Regions from separate parts of the Mus musculus genome. Here all the other regions are linked to region 2. Evidence: chromatin contacts called from public Micro-C and promoter capture Hi-C data. All regions are on one chromosome and are shown on one strand. Each heading gives the region's core, a stretch centred on a gene start, on an enhancer-like site or on the middle of the called end of the contact. The rest is flanking DNA. Distances are from core to core; before and after follow the strand shown.

What was found. Promoter capture Hi-C pulls out the DNA fragments that hold promoters and counts their contacts. Hi-C and Micro-C count contacts between places; a contact is called where the count stands out from the background.
Region 1: a contact with region 2 is called in a Micro-C map of embryonic stem cells, with 4 times the contacts expected there. The contact joins the promoter of Dzip1l here to the promoter of Stag1 in region 2. A contact is called at or near these places in 1 of 39 promoter capture datasets (embryonic stem cells), 1 of 484 Hi-C or Micro-C datasets (embryonic stem cells) and 1 of 115 datasets of contacts at active chromatin or transcription factors (forebrain).
Region 3: a contact with region 2 is called in a promoter capture Hi-C map of pre-B cells, with 2.5 times the contacts expected there. The contact joins the promoter of Armc8 here to the promoter of Stag1 in region 2. A contact is called at or near these places in 2 of 39 promoter capture datasets (hippocampal neurons and pre-B cells), 5 of 484 Hi-C or Micro-C datasets (B cells, the Ba/F3 cell line, CD4 T cells and 1 more), 3 of 115 datasets of contacts at active chromatin or transcription factors (astrocytes, cardiomyocytes and pancreatic cancer cells) and 1 of 9 other capture datasets (adipose tissue).

The regions. Positions count from the first base shown.
Region 1 is chr9:99,626,396-99,630,945 of GRCm38.p6, reverse strand. It overlaps Dzip1l (DAZ interacting protein 1-like), which reads right to left and starts at 1,415. Exons shown (of 16, transcript NM_028258.4): 1 at 1,277-1,415.
Region 2 is chr9:100,642,109-100,646,646 of GRCm38.p6, reverse strand. Stag1 (stromal antigen 1) reads right to left here and starts at 3,199. Exons shown (of 34, transcript NM_009282.4): 1 at 2,851-3,199.
Region 3 is chr9:99,567,222-99,571,648 of GRCm38.p6, reverse strand. It overlaps Armc8 (armadillo repeat containing 8), which reads left to right and starts at 2,750. Exons shown (of 22, transcript NM_028768.3): 1 at 2,750-3,047. The coding sequence starts at 3,003.

The sequences.
Region 1 (4,550 bases), core at 166-2,665, 1.0 Mb after region 2:
ACTGGCCAGTGTTGGGGCAAGTGGTTGGCTAGCCCACAGCTTCCTCTTCTGCAAAGTGAGCACAGGACATTCAGAACTGCCTACCAAGGGCTCCCCTTCTCCTCTGAAGTGTTCTGAGTGGCACAAACAAAAGAAGTTCAGCTCCCAAATGCACAAGATTTCTGTTCTCAATTTAAGGCATGCAGCTAAAACAGTGGTTCTCAACCTGTGGGTCGCGACCCCCGAGGAATCTCAGGTATTTTTCATGTCCGATATTTACATTAACAATTCATAACCGTAACGACATTACAGTTATGAAGCAGAATGAAATAACTTTATGGCTGGGGGAATCACTATAACATGAGGAACTGTATTAAAGGCCTGCAGCATTAGGAAGGTTCTGTACTTTAATGATCTAAAACCATTTCCACAGGAGGGAGCAAGCAGACAGACAGACAACCTTCTCTGAGCAGGGTAGTTTTCCCCTGCCAGACCACACCTTGGGGAAGGAAGTGACCATCTTGCTGAACACTTACAGACAGATGGGAGAGCAGGGTTGGAACATCTCACACTCCCTAGGCCTAATCCTGTTAGAAACCAATTCCTGGAGACATGGCCAGGACAGCACCGGCCCTGGGCCCTTCAGGACCGTTGTGAAGGCAATTCTACCAGGCCCTGTCCTCTGATCCTGCCTGGTACACACTTGCCCTGTGGACTTCTACTCTCATCCACCCCTAAGTCTGTGCTCCCGTTAAACTTCAGCCCGGGACCGGAAGCGGAGGAACCTAGACACGCCAATCTTTATTTAAAAATCATCTCGTTAGTAACCGAACCCCACTTCCCACAGAACTCGGATCTGCAGTCCCTTAGATCGCTTTACTGTTTTCAAAAACTGCATTTCCCAAGACCACACTCCTGAAAACGCCGAGGGTTGGGTGTCAGACATCCCCCATTCCGCGCCTCCGTGTCTCCTGGCATGCGAGCTCTTCCCCCCCGCAGGGTACCTCAGTCCTGCACAATCCGAAGCCGCTGGGATAAAGGGATGGAGGCACAGGGAGCGGGACGTCGTGAAGCACCCTCGACCACGCAGCTCCTTTCCTCGCTTGGCTACCGCAGCCACTAATGTTTAACCTGCGCGCGCAGCGGCCAAGTAGCTCCGCCTGGAACCGCGCTCCCTCCGGCGGCTCCCCGCTGGATTCCAGACATAGTTTTCCTGGGAGGCCTGTGGCAGTCTGGGGGTCACCCGGAACAAGGGCCGGCGACTGGAGGTCTTAGAGGTTCCCACGTCCCGACTCACCCCATCCGCAAGTCCAGACTCACTCCATCTCCTACAGTGCAGCCCGAGGATGCTGCCAGCCGCGCGGACCCTACGCGTCTCTCCCCGCCAGTAGCTCAGGCCTGGGGTCTGCGGTGCTTCCCACCCCAACCCCTACCCCCAGCCCATCCACCCACAGCAGAGGCGGAGCCTCTCCCCAGAGCCCGGGAACAGCTATTTTTAGAGTTGCAAGGGAGGGGGGTTGGGGGGAAGGAGGGAGTGCTGCTTTGAATTCGTTAAGGAAATCCAGCATCCAAGTTCCCAGGCCTTGATGAGCGGCAGGACAGACTCTGTCACCATCCCTTCACTTCACATGGCAGGATGCAGCGACTGTTGGCAAGCCCGCAAAATTAAAGGAATTTGACCTGAGCCACATTAGGAGACCCATAGGTGTGCTCCAATTTGATCAGATGGCAATCACCTTTCAGATCCCTTATCCATTAACGTTGCCCAGAAAGCTCCGGCAGGAGTTGGGGGTATTATATTTTCTCTCCTGATTATAGATCCCTGCCCCCTCTCGTTGGGACTCTCATCTCGTGACTTTAAGTTCTGGGAGGGTTTGTTGTATCTTAGGGCCTTTCTCTCAACACAGCTTCAAAATGCCAAGCTCTGCATCTTGGGGACAGCAAGGACAAAAGCCCTAGGAATAAACGTTGCCAAGGGTGGGGAGAAACTCAAATTTCTGTGCGTTATTGATGGGAATTCAAAATGGTACTGCCACTGTGGGAAACAAAATGGTTTGCCATGATTCAGCACTATTTGAAAATATTACAAGGATTAGGAGGTATAGCCTTGTTGGAGAAAGTGTGACACTGGAGGTGGGCTTTGAGGTTTCAAAACGCCCATGTCAGACCCAGTCTTCGCCCACCCTTACGGGTCAGGTGGGTCAGGATGTAACTCTTAACTATTTCTCCAACACCAGGCCTGCCTGCTACCATACTCCCTGCAATTATGATAAATGGACTAAGCCTCTGATACTGTAAGCAAGCCTCCAGTTAAGTACTTTTCTTTTTCATAAGAGTTACCTTGGTCATGGGGTCTCTTCTCAGCAACAGAATAATAAATAAGGCACATGTCTAGATCTATATCCAAAGAAGCTTAAAGCAAGACCCCAAACAAACTCTTGGACACTTGTATTTAATGAGCTGTCAAAATGGCTCAGCAGGTAAAGGGCTTTGTCATCAAGTCGGATATCCTGGATTGGATTCCTGTAACCCACACCGTGGAAGGAAACAACTCCTGAAACTTGTCCTCTGACATCTGTATATACAGATATGTGCGTGCGCGCACACACACACAATGTACAATAAAATAATAACATTATTTACAACAGCCAAAATGTGGAAGTAATCCAAGCGCCCATGGGCAGCTGATTGGCTAAGAACACGTGGCTTACACATACAATGGAATATCATTCACCCTTAATGAGGAAGGAAATACTGGCATGTGTTATTACATGGACCAGATTTGTCTTAGTCCATTTAGACTACTGTGATACAATACTACAGACTAAACAGAAACCCCTTCGCTCTGCTCTTGGAAGCTAGGAAGTCTAAGATCAAGGCATCAGCAGATCCCATCTGCTGAGCACCTATTTCCTGATCAACATTGTAGAAGGATCTAGTAGCTCTCAAAAGACTCTTATGTAAGGGCACTGAATCCAGCTGGGAGGGCTCTACTCTCATAACTGCATCACTTCCTGGAGTGAAGGTTTGGTGTTTGTTTGTTTGTTTGTTTGTTTGTTTTGATGAGAAATCACAAGCACTGAATAACTGTCATCTGCTGAGGCCACAGCATCCAATATGGCAGCCCTTTATCTCCTCAGCCTAGAGCTCTATTTCTAATCAACATGGTAGAAGGATCTAGTAGCTCTCAAAAGACTCTTCTGTAAGGGCACTGAATCCAGCTGGGAGGGCTCTACTCTCATAACTGCATCACTTCCTGGAGTCCCCATCCTTAACATTGTTTGGTTAGGAGTCCCCAAATGTCCATGTGGTAAAGTCTTGGTCCCCAGTATGGAGCTATGGGAGTTTGGTGTGACCTTTAAGAGACGAGGCCTAGTAGGGAGACTTCAGTTATTAGGTAGAGACCTTGAGAGTGAGAGTGAGATCCCAGCTCCTGCTTCAGGAAAGAAGTCAGGAGATTCTTTCATAGAAAGCTAACAGATATACAAAGTAAAAGAAGCTACTCATAAAAGGAAAAGGACATGTGATTCCACTTACAGGGCTTAACCACAAAGAGTCAAGTTCATGGAGACAAATGTTGGAGAGTGGTTACTAGAAGCCATAGCAATGGGGGGTGGGGGTGGGGCGCTAAGGTGACTCTTGATGAGTGAGAAGTTTCAGGTGGGAAAGAATAGTGAGACGCTTTCAGAGATGACAGTAGGGACAGATACATGACAATGTAGATGTATAATGTCCTGAATTTTATACTAGAACGGTTAAAACAGTGAGTCTTATGTTGCATCTACTTTAGCACAATGTTTTAAGTGTAAGGGGGGGGGGGGGAATGGGATCAGACACAAGAAACAAGAAAGGCTGTCTATAAGTCAGGTCCTCCAATGGGACATCTTGCTTTTCTTCTCTTTTGACCAGGATACCCCCTTCACTAGCTGAGAGCAAAGTTTCCAGGCTTTGAAATCAAAGACAAGTCTATATTCCTCACCCCCAAACTCTGTAACCCTGGACATGTCACCTTTAACCTCTGTGACCTTCAGTTTTCTTAGCTGTAAGGTGGGAAAAATAAACTTAAATCAGTGACGTTGTTCATGAACACTGAGTGAGCTAAAATATTCCTAAGCTCAGCTCAGGCCTGGGCCATCCATGGTATATCCTTCTGGGCTCACATTTAGTATTCTTGCCTATTGGCTATTGTCTCACCACAATCCTCAGAGTTTACAGAGGGTAGCTGATGGTAGCTGTGTGTACGTTTGTGTGTGTGATTTCCACCAGCCTCAGTTTCCCTGTGCATAAACCAGTTGCCTTCCTTTGCTAAGGCAAACTTGATATGGACCCAGGTTAACCTTGGCCGAAAGCCTAAGCCCCATCTTCAGCTGTCCTCCCACACGTGAGATGCTCAGGTATTTATTTCCTTTTCCCTGGGCCTCAGTTCAACATTTGATACGAGAAAGTCTTGACTGCATAGCATGTGCAAGGTTTGGTGTTTGTTTGTTTGTTTATTTGATTGATTGTTTTGGTGAGAAATCACAAGCACTGAATAACTGTCACCTGCTGAGGCCACAGGATCCAATATGGCA
Region 2 (4,538 bases), core at 1,950-4,449:
GGCTATAATCCCAACATTTGATTGACAGAGGAAGGAGAATCAGGAGTTCAAGGCCAGCCTGGGATACATAGCACCCTGTCTTACTCAAAAATGAAAATAGGGCCAGAGAATGTAGCTATTACAACATATGCCAGACCCTGGGTTCATACCTAGTAGTGCAAAAGACTGATTAAAACTGAGAGGAAGAGGAAGGGAGAACAGAAAGGGTGGGGAAGGTCACTGTCTTCGCTGTGTCTTTTCCTTATGTTCAGATTCTAACAGGGTAAATGTGAAGAGGCTTCTCTCGCCATCAGAAGTAAATAAATGATGATCACACTACCTTTTCCTTGAGAGTGGGAGAGATTATGTAAATATTCCAGGATAACTTTCCTATGATTAGACCAGAGAGGGAAAAGGGTATTTTTGTATGTGTAATTAATGTCCCTATAGATAACTGAAATTACATAAAAGATTATCTGGGTGGGCCTGACATAATCAGGTTAACTTCTGAAAGAGATCTTAAAATCTACAGGAATTAGAGACAGAAGTCAGAGACACTGATTCCTATAGTAGCCATTTTGTAAACTGCTGCCTATTAAGACCATATGTCAAAAATAAATAAATATAATAATAATTACAGATTTTGGCCAAAAGCTAACAAAGACACATAAGTCTCCCATAGCACTGAGATTATTAAGATATATCTATCCATCTATAATCAAGCAAGGAAAACAGATTATAACTAGAAATTTTTAAGTTTTAGCTAAAAAAGGTTTTCAATGTGTAAAAGAACCATTGGCTTACCTCAACTTTAGAAATGAGGAAGGTAAGATTTAAATAGTTAAAAAGTAAAACCAAGACCTCAAACCTAGGAGATGTCTCAAAGTTCAGTTCAAGGTTCTCACTCGTCCCTGCAACACAGCTTGAGTTTTTAAAAGAACCTTTCAAAGCCAAGAGTGGCAGTAATCCCAGCATTTGAAAGTATGAAACAGAAGAATCGCTATAAATTCAAGGCCATCTTGAACTACATACCAAGATCCTTTCTGAAGAAAAAAACAAAACAAAACACAAAAGAGCCATTCAGTAATTGGCTGGCCTGGCACCCACCTATAATCTCAGATCTCCATAAGCTGAAGAAAAGAACTGCCACCTTAGACTGTGTACATAGTGATTTCAAGGCCAGCCTGGGCTACACAACGAGATCATGTTGGTTGTGGAGGGGACAAGCACACAGTGATTGTATTAATCTCTTCAGAAACGACAATACTAGACCTCTATTTGTTTTGTTTTAAAGGCAGTATCTCATAAAACGTCCATGCTAATTTCAACGTATGATTCCCCTTGCCTCTGCCTTCTCAGTAAACAGAATTACAAGCATAGAACAATATGCAGAACTCCAAAGCACAGTTATAAAATGCAAAGAAAAAAAAAAAAAAAACACCTGTGGGGTTTCTCTTAGAAGTTTATTCGGGTAAAAAAAAAAAGTGTTACATTCCCCATAATTAAAAACAATGAAATATCATTCCTTGTTCTTTCAGTATTTCTAATTGTTAGCCTCGATTTATATACATTATAAGACCATCACCCATCATACAAGAACTCCCACTGTTCTGTACATTTCCATAAGAGCTTCACCATCAGAATTTGCTATCTATATATGAAAAAAAAAAAAAACCCACTGGGAAACCTAAAGGTAAAGTTACAAATTCCATTAAGTTACACATCGTACAACTTTATGCGGATTTTGGTACTTTCACAAACACTACTTTTGCTAGATGTAAAATATAGCTGTCTCTAAGCACAACCAGAAGAGAATAAACATGCCCCTCATGTTAACACCAACTTCAACAGCAAATAACTCGCTACCACAAACTGCACTATTTGGGGTCTATAGGGCTCCAAAACCACCCCAGAGCTTAACACTCCCAGGACACGACTGTCTGCAATGTGGAAAGAATCAGTAACAATCCTAACGTAGACAGAAGCGGGTGACGTGACAATCCGAAAACCAGAAAATGTTGTGGTCCCTACTACACACAAACAGCACTCGGTTCGGACCCCTCCAAGTCCAGCTCCCAGCACTCGGGTTTCCCAGCTCTTCATCCCGCCCCCCACCTTCAGGGAAGAGGAAAAACAACTTTTATTGGCCTCATCTCCCGGGGGATTGGGAAACTAGCGGGGCAGTGCTCCGGCCTGGACACGTTTCACCCGGAGCTCGGACGGCGGATAGCGGGAAAGCCAGGACTGCGACGTCCCGTCGGCCCAGGTCCTCAGCCCTACCCCACCCCAGCAAAGCAGGGGCCTGGGACAGCAGTCTGGGCTGAGCGACCCCCAGGACCCTCGACAGAAGCGAGCTCCTTGTCATGTGACGCCGCCGCCGCCAAAGCACCGCAGAAACGCAGGGCGGCGGAAGGCGTTCGCGCCAGCCCGCCTAGGCTGGCCCGGGCGCGGGCGAGTCCCGAGAGCCCGGGCGGGGGGGCGGAGGGCGGGCTTGGCGGCGGGCCCGAGCGCGCCACAAAGGCTTCCGCGCTACCGCCGCGGAGCCCGGGCGGGCGGGGGCACCGTTTTCGCGGCCCGCGGGGAGGGGTGGAGGGAAGCGGAGCGCCCGCCGCGCCCACAGCGGGTCCCGGACGCTCGGCCGCCCGCCTGCAGCCGCCGCGCCGCGCCGCGCACAGGCCCGCGCGGCCTCCCTCCCCCGCGCGGGGCCCGCGCCGGCCCGCCCGCCCGCCCGCCGCTCGCCGCTCGCGCTCCCAAGCTCTCGCCCGGCCTCCATCTTGGATCGGCGCTTCCAGCCCCCGCGCCGCTGCCGCCGCCGCCGCCGCATTTCCCCCTTTCCCGCCCCCCGCCGCCGCCGCCGCCGCCCGCGCTCACCTCAGCTGCCCATCCGGGCGCTGTCGGCCGTCGACCTAGTTTCCCCCCAAAAGTCTCCGGTGTGTTATTCCCGAGGTGGGGGGGTGGTTACGGGGTGGTCGCCGGGGGTTCGGGAGCGGGGGCCGCGCCTTCAACGGAGCTGCAATCCTAACCCGCCATCTGGTGGCATTTTCCACACGCCAATGGCGCCGCTGCAGACTCGGGTCCCGACCGCCCTCTGCTGGCCGCGCTGCTCACTGCTCCGCTGACAGGACGGGCCTGCCCGGAAAGGGGAGGGAGCTGAGGCGCGAGCAGGGGCCCTCGGACGGGGCCGCGCGCCATCGCTCGCCTCCGGGGGGCGCGCACGCGCAGCAGCGGCGCGGGAAACGTGGCCTTTTGCGTGGCTGCACCGCCCCCCTCTGCGAGGCTCCTGCTCCGCTCGGCCAATGGCGAGCCGCGGAGACGTCTGGACGAGGGCGCTGTGGACAGCTCCTGGGCCGCCCCAGGCGAGCGGAAGGACGGACTCCGCGGCGCCTGCGCGACCCGCTCGCTGGGTTGCCGCCCGCCATTTTTAGAGCTTCTCCAAGAGCCTGGAAGAAGTCCGCCCCCGGCTCTTCCGCCGAGGCCCCTCCCCGGCGGGGGCCGCGCTCCGCTCCCGCCCTGAGGCTGCCAGCCGCCCACACCCGCCCGTTATCGGGGTGAGCCGTGCCAACGCGCCCCCGAGCCCTGCTCCCTCCCCGGTTAGCGGGAGTCTCCAAGCTAGAATTGAACGCGCGGTTTATTATTATTGATGAGGCGCTTTTTCAGAACGAGGTTGAAAAGGTTTCGAGCACTGGGACGAACCCCCTGCCTGCCGCGGAGCTAAAAGGAAACAGTGACCGCTCCAGGCCGATTGGCGTCGTCCTGCCTCTGTAAAGCAGGTTCTCGCCGAGGTGCAAGCTTTGCATAAGGCGGCAGCATTGGCTAGTTAGTGAGAAAGGAGAAGCTACACGGTGAAGATAGACTCTGCGAGCAATCAGATTCTCCCACAGCCTAGGACTGCTTTCTGTGGTTCTCAAATGGACGTGCGAATAATGGAGCCTAGCCGAAAGGGAAATAGCCAGGCGTAGATCTTGACCCCTTCCTTCCCTGCTGCTCTCTACCTAAGCTGTCCTTGACCAAGGCTCTCCTAACCTTCCGCCTGCTTATTAACTCCGCACTACAAAAGTGAATTCTTGGTCTTGTAGGTCATCAGCCTCATTGCTGACTCAATTTTTTTTTATTGGCAGAGGCAGCTGCATTTTCAATATCTCCTTAGAAACGTTAAACTTGTTTATAGTCTTGAGGGCTGGCTAGCTAGCTAGTACCTCAATTGTCTCTGGAATGTATCCCAAAGGTTGCAAAGTGCGTTCCACATCACTGGAGGAACTTTGGTATGAATTCGTGACAGTCCTTTCAGCAAAGTATCTCGTTTACTAGCCTCTGATTGACTTCCTATTGTGTTCTCTGCAGAGCCTGTTTTTAGCTTGCCTTGTTAAAAGACGGTGCGGGCTCCAAGCCATAGTCATATGTAATTTAATCTATCGAATGTGTGGGACTCTGATAAAGAGCTGATATTCTATCAACATGTTTGTAGTCGTGATCTCAAAAAAATCTCACCTAGTTTAACCATCCCCCATTCCCTTCTCTCCCCAGTCCAGCCCTGCCTGAATGCCATTGCCTTTTTTTTT
Region 3 (4,427 bases), core at 1,501-4,000, 1.1 Mb after region 2:
AAGATGCCTCCACAGGATACAGCTATAGGGCAGTTTCTCAATCAGTGATCAGTGGGGGAGGGTTCAGGCTATTGTGGGTGGTTTCATCCCTGTGCTGGTGGTCCTGGGTTCTACAGGGAGCAAGCTGAGCAAGCCATGGAAGCAAGCCAGTAACCAGCACCCCTCCATTCCCCCCTGCATCAGCTCCTGCCTCTCAGTTCCTGCCCTGTTTTGAGTTTCTATCCTGACTTCCTTCAGTGATGAAAAATGATATGGAAGTGTAAGCTAAATAAACTCTTTTCTCCTCAAGTTGCTTTGGTCATGGTGTTTCATTGTAGCAATAGAAACCCTAACTATGACAATTGTCATTTTTTAGGAGTTCTGGAGCATTGTCCTTTGGGCCTAACATGGCCCTTGCTGTCTTACAACTATCATAGCTTTAGTTACCCACAGCAGACCCTCAACAAAAGTGTGCCCACTGACCTTCCCTTATAGAGGGGAGAGAGGGCTCAAGAAGTGCTCAAGACAGTGCAGAAGTGTCTCACAAGGCTGGTCCATGAGTAAATAGAAACAGTTAACAAGTGTTAAGAGTGTTGTGAGTAAATTGTCCTCTGAGCCAAGCATTTGACATCTAGGCATTATTCTGTGCCAGCTTGTAATAGATCATCCCAGCTGGGATGTTGAGGACTCTTTCTCTCTTTCTCTCTCTCTCTCTCTCTCTCTCTCTCTCTCTCTCTCTCTCACACACACACACACACAGACCGGGATGGGCACAGAGAGAGGCAGTCAGAAAGACAGAAAGTTAATTGCCAAAGGGAAATCCTCAACTAATAAAATGGTGGACACATGTTCCAGCCTCAAGATGGATAATCCAGCATGATGTTCTATTTATTTCTCAGAGGCCCTTGAAGAATATAGAATGATCTCAATAGCAAACTCTTATATAGATTTTGTTCCACCCCCCTCCTTTTAGATTCACCAATTATGTTCCCTGGAAGTACTTCCCAAATAACCTGCCTATACTTCTATCTTGTCCCAGGCTGAAACAAAGCAAAAAGTGGTTATTCAACAAACATTTAATACATGCCTATGGTAGGCATTAAGATAAAAAAAAAACCAAGATGATAAAATTTTTGTAGTCTCCCTGAAATGACTAGTATAAAGTTACTTTTCCCAAACCTCTATAATCAACACACACACATACACAAACACACATATATAAAGCAATATATTGTTAGAGATATTATGTTACAGGAACATACTGATGCCTGAAATTAAGGAATCATGATGCAGGCTGGGGAGATGTTTCAAAATGTAAAACCTCTTGCCACTAAATCTGATGATTTGACTCTGATCCTTGGACCTCTAAGATGAAACGAGAGAACCTGCTTCCTAAGCTGTCCTCTGGCCAGGACATGTGTGAATCCACATACACACACACACACACACACACACACAATAAATAAATAAATGAAAAATCATTTTAAAGAAAATATATGGAGTTGGGAGAGTCACCTAGTTCTTCCTCGAGGGAGGGGTTTCCTAGAAGATGTATTGCCCGAGTTTCTGGGTGAGGTATAGCTCACACATATAGAGACTATTGTACAATTGTCAATGCTTTTGTGTGCTATATACAATTACAATTTGCCTGGTTGTAGCAGGCATACTAGGACGTGATTTTAGGTGTTACATGGGTGGACAGATGAACATTTAAATGTATTTATGAATGGTAATATGTACTAGAATAAAAAAGAATACAACACATTTGATTTCACAGACTTGATTTAGGACAAGGCTAACAATCTTAAATGGGCTCAATCTGGCTTTAAATAAAATTACTGAATGAGTAATAATTCCTGTGTAAAGAGTGGGAAAGACTGTAGTTACAGAGCTTAGGATATACCGCTACAGCACCAGGGTTCTCTTAAACTTCCAGGCTTTCAGAAGTGCAACACTTTGTAAGAGACTTATAAGCAAGGGTGATAAGTGATACAATAAATGTAGACATTAAAGTACAGGAGGAAATGAGAAACAATGGGAGAGATATGCTTTTACTTAAAGAGCACTGGGAGGTGAGTGGAGTTGAGGTAACAACCTGAATTAGGGATGGCTTTACTTTCAGAATATTTTAGTAGGAAACATTCACATAGTTTAATTCTCCATCCCCCATTTGACCTAAAGGCTGGAAATAATTCTAACACACAGACAACGTAAGGCTTTCCACATTCCAGGCATTTTTGTTGTTGTTGTTGTTGTTTATTGGGCCATTTATTCTCATTAGTCCTTATTTTACAGTCGGGAGAAGTGAAATAAATATAAAGAGGCTAAGAACCTTTCCAAAATATTGGCACTAACGAAAAGCAGCTAGGATTAAATCCAGGCGTCCTGGCTGTGGAGAACCCGTTCTTACCAATATACCAGAGTAAGTGGGTCGGGCACGCAACGCTAAATAAAGCAGGTCATAGTTAACTGTTGAAGCGTGAGGCGATTTTCATTGCAGGCAGAAGACCTAGTTTTGAGACCAGTTTCTCCAGCTTTAAGAGGGAGAGAATACTGAAACTAGGGAATGGTGTAGAGTGAGATAATGAATGTGAAAGTGAACTTCAGACTCCGTAGATAGTAACTCCACCTACTAGCGGTTAGGAAAGAAAACCTGTAAACTGAAATTTAAGAGTGCGGACAGCTCGTCGAGCCAGGGTGAGGCTCCGCCCCCCACCCGCGGAAGGTGGGGCAGGCAGGCTTCTGCGCATGCGGAGGCCGCTGCCCGCGCCCACCTCTGACCCCAGCCGAGAGTAGCTGCTGTTTCTGAGAGGACGATTCGTAAGCCGGGGTCCGGCGCGGTTTCCCAATCCCTCGCCCTTCTGCCCAGCCCCTTCGGTGCTCGAGCGACGCCTGGGGCGCGGTCTGTTCTGGGCAGCTTGCCTGGGCTTTCTACAGAGGCTCCGGCTGCAGGTCACATAGGTGGCTGTCGAAAGTGCCGGCCGCGCGCCGGCGCCGGCAGCAGCCGGGTGGGAAGGCTCAAGATGGCGTGCCTGTTGGAGACCCCAATCCGCATGAGCGTCCTCTCGGTGAGTGACCCGCCCGGCGCGGGGCAACCCCGGTCCTGCCCACAGCATTACCCCGGCGCCCTGAGCCTCCCGAGCACCACCCACTGCGGTGGCCTCAGCTGGGATGCACGCGACCCGGGCCGAGTCGGAGGCGTCTCCTACTCGAGAGCTCCCACCGGTGCGGGTTCCCAGGACGGCGGCCGTTCGGCCGGCGGGGAGGTCGGGCTCCAGGCAGCCGGCCCATGGGCGCGGCTTGGGTTTGGCCGAGCCTTCTCCCGTCTTCCTCCCTGCGCTGTTGCTTCTCGGGACGGAGCTCGCTGCCTGCGAGGGTTCAGGACAGGCCTGGAACCTAGAGTCCACTTCGCTCTCCAGGGCTGTGGCTAGAAGAGGTGCGAACTCTTAAGCTGCCACAGCACAGAGCTGCCAGACCAGGGCTGTGCGTCTTCTGTCAAGTCCCTACCACCAGGGCACCTGCCAACACCGCTTGCTTCTTGGCAATGGAGGTTTTCACATCAGCTGCAACTCGCGCTATTGTGTATGGTTATTTAAACCGCTTTGCTGTGCTCTGCTGTTGAGGTCCGGGCTCCGAGACTAGAGAAACTATGTTTCTAATGTCCGGTGTTTGATTTTTCTTTAGGGAGAGCAAAACATTTTAGGAGGGACCAAAAAGTCGGAATGAAAAAGAATAGGTTCCCCCAGTATTTGAAAGAAGGGAACGTATTGATATACCTAGAAGAAATATCAGGGTTTTTTTTTTCTTAAATTAAAAAGAAACAACAAAAAGCAAAGAAGGCGACTTTCGCCTTCCGCTATAATGTCCTTTAAACAAACAAACAAAAACAAAAAACAGGACCAGGAATGAAATGAACAAGAATGAGTGTTGTTGGGAGATAACTCTGGGAGGTTTGACCACAGATTTTAGCAGTTGGACTCCAAATAGAGCCTACCAATGATTCAGTTGTTGTTGGAAGTAAAGAAATAGGCGGGCAAAGAATCATCTTTTAGACCTGTGGAGACTTACCGAGATGGCAGTTGGATTATAGATGGCTTGTCAGATTCCCTATAGTCTTGCAACTCCAACCGGTTTCTTTCCTCTTCCCTGACTCTCACACAAACACACTTTTGTGTTCAAAGGCACTAGGTACATCACTCCAGTCAGGGCTGGTTAGAGCCATGCTGGCTACCCAAAAAGACAGAAGTCACTCTACAGTGCAAAATGCAATTTTGGAAGACGGTCAACAAATCTAGCCCCAGATCCGTCTTACTAAACTGTTTACTTAAACTGCAACTGGAGAAGTACTTTCTGTCCAATTACTGATCACATTAGCTCATTATTTCACTTTATATTGTCCATGAATGTTTAGTGGGAGAATAAACCGATGACTTCTCTCTTTGCATTAA